Linked DNA regions of Mus musculus: region 2 is linked to region 1. The links are chromatin contacts, called in public ChIA-PET maps. All regions are on one chromosome and are shown on one strand. The core of a region is the stretch at or near the end of the contact, and the rest is flanking DNA. Distances in the headings are between cores, read along the strand shown.

Region 1 (7,660 bases), core at 2,246-4,745:
TAAGCATTTGTTGAATGAATTTTTTTTCATTTCTCCACGTCTTGAATTTCCCATCTGGGAGCTGGCCTTGCATTTATAGTTATTTAGCATATAGTTATATTATACAGCATTTAAACATGAGAAGACGGTCACTTGCCAATGATAGAAGATTGATATGCACCTGTATATATAATACATATGTATATAAATATTAAATTTTCCCAGATTAGTGGTTTTTATGGTGGTATTGCAAACAGAAATCTAATTAATAATTTTCTTTCCCTCTTCAAAACACACACTAAGCTAATTAGGACTGGCAGGCACATGCAAGCAGACAGAGAACATACTTAAAAAGAGTGACAGCCTTTATTCTAAAAACAAACACCCTAAAATGTAAATTATCATAGCTTCATTACTTTCAGGTTCATTTACTCTCCCTAATGAATAAAAAAAAAAAAAAAACCTATCAGGTATTTGCCCAACTAGACCTTCTTCAGTATGGGTCGGCTGAACAAAACCACAAGAAAAGGAAGTATATATTATGAATCATGTACGTGTTTGTGGGCTCTCCTGGTCTCCTGTCTGCTGTCTTGTTTCCACTATGTAATAATTACCTTAGAGAAGTTTTATTTTATTTATGCACACAGAGACACCCACATATACCCTTGCACACTATCTACCTATCCCGCTATCCATTTATCTTTCCATCCATCCATCCATCCATCCATCCATCCATCCATCCAACCATCCATCTATCCATCTATCCATCTATCCATCCATGATGGTTTGGAAGATCTTTGTTCTGGGCATGGTATGGAAGAATCAACCAACTCTGATCAAACAAGTAAAGTACTTTATAGTTAAAATTCATCATCATATTTTAGAAATTTTTTTATTTACTTAAAACATTTTTCTTCCATAACCTGTCATCTGCAGCAAGAAGTGTGACCGTGTCTGCCGAGCAGCGTACTGTGTGGGAAGGAGAGACGCTTACCCTTCTCTGCAAGGCAGCTGGGGATGTGAGTGCTCTATCTGTGAGTTGGTGGCTCACCCCACAGGACCAGTCCACACCCGTGTTTGTGGCTGGCATGGGGCAAGATGGTACTGTGCAGCTGGGAGTCTCTTCTCCGGGCCCTGCGCACCGTGGTAACAGGAGGCTGGAGAAAGTGGACTGGGCCACCTTTCGGCTGGAGATTGCCTCTGCCATGGTCACAGACAGCGGTACCTATGAATGCAGGGTGTCAGAGAGACTCCAGAACCAGGCCAAAGGTTTGCAGTCAACCCAGAAGATTTCAGTCACTGTAAAATCTCTGAGTAAGTCACTGGGAAAAGTCCTTTTCTGAGTGTATGACAGTCACCTTATTCTGTACTGAAGTTTGGATGGTATCATTCAGAACTCCTGCCAGAGGTGCACGTACCCCGAGTGCCCTGGGTACGTGTGCTGTGAGTGCCAGCGGTATGTGCACCCCAAGTGCCAGCCAGCGGCATGTGTACCGTGAGACATGCAGAGCAGAATATGCAAATCAGGCCTGACAGCAACCTCTCGAGTTTATTCATCTTTATAAAGATCATTCTAGAGTGCAGCTTGTACATTGTTCAAAGTTGAAAACAAACCCCTGTGATTCCTGGTTGACTAGCAGATGAGTGGAGCCAAGCTTGCCCCGTCCCAGCAGCAGCCCAGGTATCATGGAGTTTTCTCTAGCATGGGCAAGAGAGTGACATTGAGCCCGGGGGACAGGGGGTGGGCCAGAGGGAGGAAGGAGGCCAGACCGTGCTGTGAGTGTTCTACTTGCTGAGTGGGGAGAGGAAAGAGGCCAGACCCTGGCTGCGCGTGGTGTCCCTGCTCTGTGCAGCTGTCTAAGTGGCGCACTGGAGAAACACTGCCTGTTTGTTGTGGCTGCTGAGAACAGTCGTAGGCGAGGGGGGAGACTTGGAGAGCCGAGGTTGAAATTCAGGACAGACTGTACTGTGGACCAACCTCTACCCCCAAATTCATGTCACTCCAGGAACACAAGTGTGTGGCCCTGTGTAAAGGGGGCATTGAGAAAACTTGGAAGTCCCCGAGCTTGGACCTGGTAAACAGGAAGTGTGTCTCACATTCTCCCCCACAGAGTCAAGTTTACGAGTTAATCTGATGAGCCGTCAGCCACAAGTGATGCTAGCCCATACCTTCCACCTGTCCTGTGTAGTGAGGGCCAACTACTCGGATCTCAAGCTGCCGTTCTCGGTAACGTGGCAGTTCCAGCCAGCGGGCTCTGGAGCCTTTCATCGGCTTATTCGAATTGCCCACAATGGCACCGTTGAATGGGGGGACGTCCTCTCCCAGATCCACAGGAAGACGAAGGTGTCACAGTCTTTCTTTCGTTCTCAACTCCAAATCTACGATGCAGCTATGGAGGAGACAGGGGTGTATCGGTGTACAGTGGAGGTTTATGACAGAGATTCCATATGCACAAGTGGCCCAGCCAGAGTATCTGCCACCTCTAACCTATTAATGATTACTGTCACCTTTCCAGGTAAGTGATACTTGACATTGAGCCTTTTTTAAAAAAGAAAAGAATATCCTTTTTTTTTTGGCCAGGTTTAGTGCATACCTATAATCCCAGTATTCAGGAGGCCAAAATAGGAGAATTGAGAATTTGAGGTCAGCCTAGGCTGAAATAGTGAGCCCCTGTCTCAAATAACAACGGAGCTCCTCCCACTTTGTGTAAACTATAGAAACAGACATAATGTATCCATTCACCACGTTTGTCCTGGTAAAGTGAGCATGATTTAATGGCATCAACATGAAGTTAGTATACGTGGAATGGCCACATTGGTTGCTAAAACAATGAAATACTTCCTTAGCAGCTAATAACCACTGCTCTTTGACCTTTCCACACCTGCCACGAGTTCTCATTGCCAGCAGCCTCATGATACTGTGTGGCACAGCTGAGCCTCAAGAACCTCCTACAGGGCAGATGATATTTTAAGTCAGTCACTGCTGGTACTCCAGCGTGGTTTTCGTATTTGGAAGTGGTGGGGAATCATGCAAATTCTATTAGAATACTGTCTTAGGGTTTTATTGCTGTGAAGAGACACCATGACCATGGCAACTCTTATAAAGGAAAACATTTAATTTGGGCCTGTCTTATAGTTTCAGAGGTTCAATCCATTATCATCATGGCTGGAAGCATGACAGCATCCAGGCAAATGTAGTGCTGGAGAAGGAGCTAACAGTTCTACATCTTGATCCACAGGCAGCAGGAAGAGACTGTGTGCCACACTGTGGATAGCTTGGGCAATAGAAAACCTCCCAACCTCAGTGACACACTTCCTCCAACAAGGCCACACCTCCTAATAGTGCCACACTCCCTATGGCCAAGTATTCAAACACATGAGTTTATAGGGGGCATAACCATTCAAACCACAACAAATATGCTTAGCTGCCTCTTTTAATATATTAACATGTAAGAGAGACTTTGTGGTTCCAAGTCCAATTCAGTCTTAATGCAATAGCAGAACACAGAGGCTGAAAGTGAAACCCTCCCTAGCCTGAGGTTCTGCCACGCCTTGTGCTTCCTCTTTCCTGATTTGCTGTGAGGGACTTTGAGATGGCTCAGATGTGATAAGCTCCAGGTTTGGGCAAGTCACTTAATCTATCCCTACCGTAGTCAACACCTCGATAAATCTCTGACGTAACATTGAACTGGGGTGTGTCTATTGTGCCCCCAAAGCAAATAGTCTTGCATGGCAGCCACCACCTGCTCTGTGCTGCTGAGCAATGTTTTTGTTAATAGTCGTGATCTTGCTCATGAATTCATGCCTTGACTTACTCGCTCTTCCCATGATGTCTGAGATTGCTTCCACGAGCCTTGCTTGCTCTCGGCTCCACGCCATGAGGTTTCCTTCCTAACACCAAGAATTCCTTCTCCTCCTCCTCCTCCTCCTCTTCCTCCTCCTCCTCCTCCTCTGAGTCGCTATATTAATTCTTTTGTTTGTTTTTGTTTTTGTTTTTGTTTTTGACGGTGTACAGTCTAGCCTGAAGTTCTCAGTCCTTCTGCCCCAACCCACTAAGTGCTCTGGTTACAGGTGTATGCTCCAATGCTTGGCTTGGCTTTTCTTTCTAAACTAGTCTTGTTAGGTGACCAGGAATGACCCTGAACTTCTGAACCTCCTCCTTGGTACTCATGCACTCGTCCCATTGAGCCCAGGTGGTTTTGTTTGTTTGTTTGTTTTGTTTTTTAAAGCAACTGTTCTTAGATATGTCCTCTGAGTCTCCACGTTTTTCTAGGGGAAACAATTCTTCCCGTGGATACAATCTACTTGTTGACAACCTCTGTGTTCATTACCCAGAATGGTTTGTCTTCTGGTCTTGGAATTTACATCTAACTGCTTCCAAGGCATGCCTATATTCAGTGTCATAGCGTAGGTCGTTATCATTGTCCCTTCCATATTGTTCATGATGTGGTGGTCCTCCCCACGTCCCAGCACCACAGATTAGAAACCTTGTCCTCCGCATGTCCAAACTCCCATGACAGGCATAAAAGATCTTTTATACTCACTTGTCTCTTCATCGCCTCCTACTTTCCATCCTAGATCTGACTTCCAACCAAACTCAACTGCCTGGATTCGATAATCCCCACTTCCTTTTATGTGGAAATCCTTTGCTCTCTATTCATCAGAATGACTGCTATTGATCTTCAAGGCTCAGTTCAGAGACGTCTCCCCTCACTCCTGACCTTGGGTTAGATAAATCTGCTGGGGGATCCTAACATTTGTTCCATTACTGCATATCTCTGTCCTATATTGGTGACCAATTCCAGGAAGTCTTTGTTCCTATCCTATAACTTCCTCTAAACCGTGGTTCACTGACAGGAGCTATATACAAAATACCTAGAATAGTCTGGTATGTGATACACAATGTGATTAATAAATGTTTGTTGAAGGGGGAATTCAGGGACCTACTGGTAACATCAAGAAAAGTAGAGTTATCAACAAGAGATGGCAAAGAGGTTTGTGACATTTATTGTTCATCTTAGGACAAAGGAGAGGCCACTGGTGTTAAGGGATAGCAGACCCAAGTCCATGTGGTAGTTTCAAATGGACTGGCTGCAAAAAGATAGCATTTTAACAGCTTGAAAATAACCTCTTCTTGTGTACTCCTGTTTGAAGGCAGCTCTAACTAGACGTTGACAAATTGGGGATCCAGAAGTGGTTCAGAGGCAGGGCGCTCATAATGTCATTTTCTTTCAAATGATGCAAATATGCTATGGAAGAGATTCCTCTGCTTAAATATGACAGGATTGTCATGTGGGGAAAAAGCTGGGCTTTTTTTTTTTTCATGACTGTCCCCCATCCCCACACAGTAAGGGCAGAAGGAGAGCCAGCAGATGGATGTTATGAAGAGAGAAACATCAACTCACAGTCACACAGACTTCTCACAGTCATGTCTGGCCTTTTGACATTGTGACATTGTGACACTACACTGTCATCTACAGAGTTCATGCACAACCAAAACACCAAAAGCAAAAAAACAAAAACAAAAACAAAAACAAAAAAACCATAGTGTTTTAAGTCCATTACAATTCTGTGTTGGGTCCCATTCATAGTTCCTCTTAGCTACATGCTGCCCGTGAAACAGGCAGACCTCAGTGATGGAGGGAACAGCGTCCTCAGATTATATGTCATACCAAAGTTGAGTGGACAGTTAGGGCAGCTGCTGTGGGGGAATTCAGCCACACTATGGTTGTAGAGCAGCAGTTCTCAACTTGGGGGTCAAGAGAGAACCTGTGTATCAGATATTTGCATTGTGACTAACAACAGTAGCAAAATTATAGACATGAAGTAGCAACAAAATAACTTTATGTTAGGGTCACCACCACAACATGAGGAATTGTATTAAAGGGTCTCGGCACTAGTAAGGCTGAGAACCACTGCTGCAACAATGGCTATTTGTCCTGGTTAACAAGCTAGCTTAAAATTCTGGCGTGTGTGTGTGTGTGTGTGTGTGTGTGTGTGTGTGTGTGTGTGTGTTTCCAGTAAAGTAATTCTTTCCATTATTTCCTTCAGAGAGCAAACTGAGCGTGAACTCAAGCAGTCAGGTCCAAGAGCTATCCATCAGCTCCAGCACTCAGATAGAATGTGCCATCTTGTCCCGATCTGCTGGAAACCTTCCGTTATCCATCATTTGGTACTTCTCTTCCGTTTCTGCAAATGCATCCTATCTGAAAATCCTAGAAATGGACCAAAGCAGTGTTGTAAAATATGGGGACGAATTTCAAACCCCTCGGAGCAAGCAAAAATTTTATTCTGAGAAAGTTTCTCAAGACTTATTTCTGCTGAACATTCTGAGTGTGGAGGACAGTGACCAGGGCCACTACCACTGTGCTGTAGAGGAATGGCTCTTATCTACAAATGACACTTGGCAAAAGCTTGAAAGAAAGACTTCAGGACTCACAGAATTGAAACTCAGGCCCACAGGTAAACCTTAGGAGAGTATTGTCAGACATTTTTCTCCAGTGATGTTTAAGATGTGACTATGAAGAGATTAAAAAATATGATCTGGACCATAGAAATAATAGGCACCTACAAATGACTACAGGACAGGGTAGCCTACCAGAGGAGGGGAGGTTGCTTAGGGTGAATCAGTATAAGGTTTCAAGCTCGAACAGGAACAAGATCCCTTTGCCTGGTTTGCTTATCAGCTTGGCAGCCTGGTCCATGCAGCTGCCCAGGGAATCGTATCTCCAGATCTCTATAATAACAAGCTGTGTCACTCCAGTGGGGGCCCTACTGTAATTTGGCAGAGAAAGAGTAATACGAAGCATATTTCTCCCACTGTGAACAGAAACTGTACAACTCTATGGGGATATGTGGAGAAATTGCTTTTCAACATTTGGCTGCCTAAACATAAGGCAAGTAAGAGTAGTTAACTGTTGGAATGGCTTACTGGGGGAGTCTTCTCCACCTCTGGAGATCTTTAAAAGTGTAATGGAACTTCCATCCATTCCAGCTAGTCTGCGAGTGCTGCTGTCTGAATGCAGACAGGCTTGACTGGGTCTCTCGGTCCTGGCTGGGTCACCTCTGTTGATTAAAGTCAAATGGGTACCACAGCTAAGGACCTGGGCAAGATCCAACAGTGTGGTGTAAATAACTCAATCTAATGTGGTGCTTAAAGTACTGTTTTCAAGATGACATTTTTTTTTATAAAGCCCCTAAGATTATACCTGGACATTCCCATATGCTAGAAACGGGACTGCAAAGGTAAGTGAGACAGGGCTCTTGCCCATGGTGAGCTTACAGGCTACAAGAGACAAATAAGAGAAATCAGCTTAGGGAGCAACCTCTCCCTCTGTCCTTTCTCTTCAGGTCCCTCCCATTCTCTGTTTAGCTTGAGTGCTCCCCAGGGAGTGATCCTAGGCTCTTCTTCTTAGTCCCTGCTTTTCTCAGAACTTCTAAAACCCTGCCCTGGCTTTAACTATTGTCTACAAGCTAATCACCCCAAATCTTTGGATTTAGATATTCTGAGCCTTGTACTTTTAGACTCTACTGTTCACTTCTACTTGGATGGCCCCAGAGATCCCATTTATTATCTTTTCTGACCCTCATGATTACTTTGTCTTCCTATATTCTGGATCTGTGTGACTGATATCCCTGCCTTCCAGTAGTCTTAACCAAACACTTGACTGTGCGTGCCTGC
Region 2 (7,660 bases), core at 2,347-4,846, 700 kb before region 1:
AGGGCATCAGAGGAAGTGCCACTGTGAGGGAAGGCCATTTAAAGAAAGCTATTTCTCTTGCTTTGCTCCATTTAAGCCACAAGGATGGGAACATAGACCCTCTGCTGTCTACCTGTACATCTGCACACCAGAAGAGAGTATCAGATCCCATTATAGACCCTTGTGAGCCCCTATGTGAGTGCTGGGAATTGAACTCACCACCTCTGGGAGAGCAACAGCTGGTGCCCTTAACCATCTCTCCAACCCCTCATCTGCGCTTTTAAACGCCCCAATGAAAAGACTGATGTAAAAACACTCATGTTAGTAAGAAAGGAAGGAAGGAAGGAAGGAAGGAAGGAAGGAAGGAAAACAAAGAAACAAACAAAAACCCTTTGCTGCTGTTGTCTTTTATTATTTAGATAGTTGCAGACAGCTTCCCAATAGTTCAGGCTGCCTGGAATTCTTAGCTGACAGTGACCTTGAACTCTTTCCCTGACTTCCTGAGTGCTGGGATTCCCAGGTTTGCATCCTCGATACCTGGGCTTGGTAAATGGCAAGTCTACTGGATCTGGTTTCATCAAGTCCAAAAGCAGGACTCTGCACCAGGGACTGCCACCTGCCCAGTGCTACTCAGCTCCAGCCTCCCTCCAAGAACGCAACAGCCGGCTAGGGCTAGAACCTGGGTTTCTACTGCTCCCACCCCAGATGCTCTGTCCTCTAGGTAACTCGGGCAGCACTTTTTGAACTCTCTCCAAAAAGAGGCATCCTGCTGAGACAGAATGTTCTGACCTGCCCCACCTAGAAGATAAAACCACCAGCGTGTTTGCGAGAAAAAGCAAGCAAGGAAGAGGGTAAATAACTTTGCACACACACGTTGGCAATACGAGTTGAGAAGGAAGTAGATTCTAGCCACCCTGTGTGGGGCTGTGAGCCTCTGGCCCTGCCTTGGTTCCATGTCTTTTGTAATGTCTTATCCCATGGGGCCAGCCCCTGGTTGCTCCTGGAGGACCCCTTCCTTCCTATGGAACACTCACGTGGCAGGAACTCCATCAGCAAGGACTCAATTCCCAAGCAAAGGTCACAGCAGAAAGGAAGGAAAGAGAATGAATGGATGAACTGTTTGAGCCAGAAGGCACTAACACCTTTATTCCTCTCCCCCACCCCCAGGACATCCTACCCACTGCTGTGCCCTTCTCCTGTTTCATCCTTGGACAAGACCAAATACTCATGTGTGTGCGCGCACACACACACACACACCACACATACCACACACACATGCACACAACATGCATGCAACATACACACACACACACACACACACACACACACACACAGCATTCACCAATAGCATGTTTCTCTCTTAGGCCTCTATCTCTGCACTCTCCAAAGCAACACAGTGACCACAGAAAGCCCTGTCATGGAAGACAGTAGATAGTCTGCCACCCCTGTCTCCCACCATCTTGTCACCTTCACACTGGCAACAGCCCTGTCTCATTAAGCTTGTGTTTGTGTGGCAGTTCCATTCCTAGATATTTTTGTTCCCACCCTTAAAGAAAGAAAGAACACAAAACCTGTATACTAATGTCAATGCACTTTGTTCACAGTAGCAATCCAAACGGACAAACCATGGTACAACCACAGACTAAAATACTATTTAGCAATGAGAGGAAGGAATTCTTGGATGCGCCCGATAACCGTGGTAGTCTCCCTGAATTATGCAAAGTAGAGGCTGGAACTGAGACAGCGCCACAATTCCACTTAGGAATAGTCTAGAGCAACTACTGCTCGTGGGTCAGGAGACAGATATGGAGCACTCCTGTGACGGCATCCGCATGTGTTCTGTCAAAACTCGGAAAGGGGGGAAAAATGTATCAACATAAAAAACTTAACCAGAAGAGAGAAGGTGAAGGTCTTGTCACAGCAGGCTATTAATCAAAACACGAATTCACCCCACAGCGGAGGGAGATGAGGTTGTTCACAACTCAACGTTTGCTCTCAGTGGCTGCACACAGCCCAGGGAGGCAATGGAGAAGTCATTCTTCGCAGTCACAGAAGCAGCTCCGGGGAGTTAAACAACTTGCCAGCATCACGGAGCAGGCGGTGACAGAGCAACTGTGATTTCTGCTCCTTTCTCTTTTCAGTGTCATTATGCTGTCTGGGAATTTTAAATCTTGTGGATAAAGACAAACAAGAAAACACTCAGTCTGGCTTTCTTCAGTGCCTCCGGCAGAAAAGCAGCCCATCTCCTCCCTGGAGACCAGGACGTGACTCAAACTGCAGGAGGGGCCAGTCTTGCTGCCGGAAAAGAATGCAAACCTGGGCTCAGAGGCTTCCAGAACTCAGCCCCCAGGGGGGCTCCCCAGCCGCTCCTTGTCCCAGGGCCGTGGCCATGTGGGGATGCAGACTGGAGAGCCCCAGGCCTGAGTACAGAGCTGAGAACACAGGATAGGGACACTCTCTCAGCAAAGGAAAGAACCGGAAGTGGACGTGGTTGCTGAACACTCCGGTCCTAGTGGCCTAAGTCAGATTGGGGTGTTGTAGGGGAAAGATAAACTCCAATATACCCACAGCTAGAAGAGTGGCCATGCGACTCTAGGCTCCGCTGTCTCTGAATTCTCCCTTCGCTTGGCTCTTTTCTTTTGCCTCCCCATCTGCTTGACCCTACCCAAGCGCACAGCCCAGAGGGAGAAACCCCTTGCCTGCTGCCCAGCCCACCCACGCACGCAGGCACGGACGCACGCACGCACACACGCACGCAGGCACATGTACATGTGGATGCTTAGGGATGGACTCCAAGCACTTCCTTTGTGAATTGGGTTATAGTTGTCTGTTGAAGATGATCTTAGCTTTTGGAAGAAGTAAGCATGTAGATTTCTGTCTCAGGAAAACGATTGCCACGCCTCATCAACTGCCTCCTTCAGCTTGGAATCACAACCCTTTGGCTCTACTCTTTCAGATAGAAGAACTCTCAGCTCTAGTCCAGGGGCTCTAAACCTTCCTACTGCTGCAACCTTACAGTTGCTCGTGTTGCAGTGACCCCCAACCATAAAATCATTTTCATTGATTTTTTTTTTATAACTGTAATTTTGCTACTGTTACAAATCGCAACGTAAATATCTGATATTCATGATATCTGATACACAGCACCCCTCCCTGCCCCCACGGCTTCTCTAGTCACTCTTCCTAAGTGTCAATTACACCTTCTGCCCTACACTGCTCCCTAGAGTTACACTCTGGTCTTCTCCAAAGACGATTGTTCAGGAGAAGTCATTTCCAAGCAGGTACCCAGGTGTGGACCCCAGTCATGCTTTCTGGAGGGGACCGCTACGTTAGGAGAAAGGAAGACTTTCAAAGGGGCGGGGCGGCCGATCAGAGTAGAATAAAAACCCTTTCCTTTAAACGAAGGATTTTACCTTCTCAGAGAAAGGCTGTTAACCACGAAGAGGATTGGCTGCTCGGTTCCTCAGACCTCTTCCTGGGCCGCTCATTTCCTCTGGGTTCACCATTTTCCAACTCACCTCACCCCAAATGACCCTGCCACTGATCCCCCTGAAGGCAGGGCCTGGGCCGCCCTGTTCCTTCAGGCCCCAGAGCCTCTGCGGCCTAATTACCAGCCAGGAGGAGCCTGCATCCCCACCCAGCTGGAGGCCAGCTGCAGGAGAGAGGAGGATTGAGACATTTCCCTTTCTTCTGAGGCCTTGTTAGTTCTTCCTGCTGGTGATTAGCCAGTTATTTTTAGCTCCATCTAAGCACCCTGGTTAGTATTCAGGGCTGCTTTAGACAGGTCGGGGGTCACGCTCCTCCATGATAAGGCTTTGATTCCAATTGGTCCCCGCAGATGTGGATAAATTAACTGGAGGACCATCCTGTCACTCCCCAGGTGTTTTCTTCTCGTCCCCGACACCCCTCCCCAACACTGGCTTGGATCCAAAAAACCGTGAGGCCAGCCATAAAGGCTTACTGCAGGGATCTGGGCAAAGAGTAATTCAGAGGCCCTTTTGAGGCGTCCAGGCAGCTCCACGGAGGGAGGAAATCAAGGTTTGGATCTGGGCTGTGACTAGCTGATTCTGAGACACTAGGCAAGAGATTTACCTTCACTGAGCTGGAAATGGTGTGTCTGGGTCAACTGGCCCATTAATTCTTTCCAGTACCAAGGTGCTGTAGAATTTGTGAGTCTGAAACAGAAGCTAGACCTGAAAAACACGGCTCAGCTTCAGACCATCTTGAAACAGTTTCAGACCATCTTGAAATAGATGGGGCACCTTTTCCTCTTTTGCTTGAATCCCTGTTCGTCCCTCACCCCTCCTACCCCCACCCCAAACTATCCAGGAATGAAGCCCTGTATTTTCACCCTGTAGTCCTGCTGCTGCCTCCCACCTCCCACTTCTCTCCTGATCTTCCTGGGCCAGGGGGCAGAGGTAACCCCAATGCATGCTGGGAGATAGAGCCACCACAGTGCAATCTGCGTAATGTGGAGGAAGCCAGGGGCAGTGAGAAAGTCTAATTTTATCCCATTTAATCATGAAAGAGTGATGACTCTGAATTATGACTCTTTCTTTACTTCCATAAGCCAGCACAGTCCCTAGGCCACAAAGGGATGTATGGACTGTCATTTAGCCAAAGCTCACCTTTCTTAGGTTGCATCTAACTGACCAGCCATATTCCCAAATACTTCATGTCCTCTTGCCTTGACTTACAACATGAGCAGACTAGCAGCTGTCTGGTTGGGGTGTAGTATGCAAGCACGAATAGTGCTTTGCAATAGCATCACTATCTCCCCTCTTTAGACATTAATACTTAAGCTTATATGAAGGAACTTCCATGAGCCCACATTGCTATATATGAATCTGAGAACAGAACCATACAAACAGGTCTCAGAGGCCAATATTCAAGTTCTCAGCCATTTACTCTACAACTTCTGGTATAGTAGATATACCTTGATATATGTATGCATCCCTGAGAGGTATAGTATATATACCCTGATATATGTATACATCCCTGAGAGTTGTCTTGCCTTTGTTTTTTTGTTGTTTTTGTTTGGGGGGGTCGTTTTGTTCAGTTTTTGAAACAGGGTCTCACTATGTAGCCATAGCTGGCCTGCAACTAACTAGATAAAACAGATTGGCCTTAGCCTCACAGAGACCTGCTTACCTCCGCTTCTGCCTCCTGTGGGCTAGGATTAAATACCATGAGTCACCATGCCTAATTAATCTTGGTTTAATTAAATCTTGGTTTTGTTTTGAATACTTGTTTATTTTTACATGCATGTGTGCCTGCATGACCACATGTGTGTGTGGTCCCTGAAGATGTCATAAGATGGCGTCGTATCCGTTTAGAGCTGCCATTTGTGAGCAGCTTATGTGTGTGCTGGGATCTGAACTCAGGCCCTTAAGGTTGAGCAGCAAACTAGTATTCTTAACTACTGAGCCATCTCTCCAGCCCCAAGAGACTTGCCTCACTTTTAAAGTTTCCACGAGGCATGAAAAAGAATTAGTATACTTTATTGATGAGTCAAAATTCTGACCACAGTTCTCATGCTTTTTCCTCTCTGTGTCCTTTTTCCTCACTGGTGCTGATGATAGGTCCTTCTGTGTCACCAGCTGCCTGCACAGCTCTGTGTTTTATCCCATTTCATATGGTCATGTCTACACAACTCTCTCCTAAGACGTATCAGCTCTGGACCTCACTTTGTAAAGTTCTCTTCAGCGCCAAGACCCAGCAGAGGTTGCCTCCAGCCAAAGCCTCGTCTGCTGCTTGCCCTGGGTTGCTGCTGAGAGCTAAGGCCCATGCTTGCCCTTTTCCCTGCCGATTGCTGAGCTTACAGTTCCCACTGGACCTTATAAGACTGAGTCACAATGTGATGTTGCTTTCGGAGTAAGGGAGAAGCAGAGCGAGCACGTGACAGATAAGTCAAGCCACCCCTGTGACCATAGGGCACACACTGGAGTCAGTGTGTGGGCACCCCTGATAGGTTCCCAAGACTTACATAATGACTTCGAGATTACTGATCAGTGGTGCCCCAAGGTGCAATTAAGATTACCAGACCTGGGACAAAGGCTTTCCAGTAAAATATGTGGCTGATTCTGCAAGCGGGGTAGATGGGACCGGTCCTGTCCGGCTGGGATCCTGCCAGGCTGGCCCTGCCTTATCTCCCGTAGTACAAAAGCCAGAGTGTCTGAGAGTATCCCTGCCCAGCTGCTGCCAGGAGAAAGTCTTCAAACTGCTGCTGTTAGTCAGAGATCAGGCAAAAATCCAACCCAGTGCATGATTTTTTTAATTAATTTATTTATTTTTGATAGCTTTCTTTGAGAGCAGGCTAGACTTAAAGACATTGGCCAATGGTAGCTACCCCTCTCACACAGAGTTTAGGAGTTGAGGGGAACCTTCTGTTGCTGGAACTGTGTTTTATTGTAACCATAAACAGTGCCCAATGCTACAACAGATGCACCTGGGCCTTAGTTAAATAATAAATGCAAGCTGCTTTGTTTCCTATCCAGACAGCCTCTAGCTACTGGGCAGCTGGGGCGAGGGCAAGGCTGCTGGGCAGAGCCTCAGGGTGCGATCAGTTCCAGAGAATCATGAAGGAGTGCTCGCACCTTGGTCCTCTGAACCGTGTGGATGTTGAGAGGGCAATTCTTCAACTCCTCTATAGCCCAGGATTCAGCGGAAACGCCACCTCACCCGCTGTGTGCCTGCTGCCCAGGCTGCTCTGTATCAAGCTGCTTTCTTGCCTGTGAATTTAAGGCATCCGAATTTGAGGAGGGCTGGGTGCATACATGAATTAAGAAATGCATTTAGGAAATCTGTCCTCTGGACCAGCAGTCTCAATTAATCTGGACCCCTGAGATCCCTCAAACACTGGACCACCAAACAGACAGCATACACCAGCTGACATGAGGCCCCCAACACACATACAGTAGAGGACTTCCGTGTCTGTGTTCATTCAGAGATGATGCACCTAACCCTCCAGAGACTGGAGGCCCCGTGGAGTTTAGATGTCAGGTGGTGGGGGATATCCATGTGGAGACAGGGGGTTGGGGAGGAGGTATGGAATGTGGAACAGTTGGAGGGTAGATGGGGGGACACAGAGGATTAAAATATGGAGTGTAAAAAATTAATTAATTATTTTTAAAAAAAACAAAAAAAGAAAGAAAAGAAAATCTGTCCTCTAAACCTGTCCTTGGTCAGAGAAGCTCCCTCAGAGAGTGGTGGACTACCTGCTGTCCATCAAGATAACTGCTGCCAAAATCAAACAGCAACAAGAACAACAACAACAACAACAAAAAACACAAAACCAAAACCCGAAGTCAAACCAAACCCAACCAAACCAGACCAGACACTAATTTTTTATGTGAACGTGAAGAAACTCAAAGGCCGGTGCACGGTTGGTATGAATATAAAATGTTGCCATCACCATGAAATACACTCTGGAGAACTGAAACAGTCCCAGGGACAAATGCCTGGTATTTGTAGTAGCTACATTCTCAGTACTACATTCTCAGTGTGTAAGCAACACATACGACCACTGGTGAAATATGAGCAAATGTCACACACACACACACACACACACACACACACACACACACAAATGGGGAAATGTTTAGTTTAAAGGGGAAAGGGATTCCAAACTACGCTACAAGATGAACATTGAAAACATTGCGCTAACTGAAAAAAGTCAGTC

Evidence for each region. ChIA-PET counts read pairs in DNA pulled down with a chosen protein or histone mark.
Region 2: a contact with region 1 is called in an RNA polymerase II ChIA-PET map of memory CD8 T cells, with 6 read pairs. The contact joins two enhancer-like sites. A contact is called at or near these places in 1 of 39 promoter capture datasets (pre-B cells) and 3 of 115 datasets of contacts at active chromatin or transcription factors (embryonic stem cells and memory CD8 T cells).

The regions. Positions count from the first base shown.
Region 1 is chr3:101,006,621-101,014,280 of GRCm38.p6, reverse strand. It overlaps Cd101 (CD101 antigen), which reads left to right. Exons shown (of 9, transcript NM_001167906.2): 5 at 916-1,293; 6 at 2,091-2,495; 7 at 6,031-6,441. Among named protein-coding and RNA genes, the nearest start is that of Cd101, 19 kb to the left of the region's middle. Within about 2 kb of position 3,495, at least 112 of the 459 cell types and tissues checked have an H3K27ac peak or open chromatin away from gene starts, as enhancers often do. A contact at or near this core is called in memory CD8 T cells, where this site is marked.
Region 2 is chr3:101,707,952-101,715,611 of GRCm38.p6, reverse strand. No RefSeq gene overlaps it. Among named protein-coding and RNA genes, the nearest start is that of Gm33309, 26 kb to the left of the region's middle. Within about 2 kb of position 3,596, at least 128 of the 459 cell types and tissues checked have an H3K27ac peak or open chromatin away from gene starts, as enhancers often do. A contact at or near this core is called in memory CD8 T cells, where this site is marked.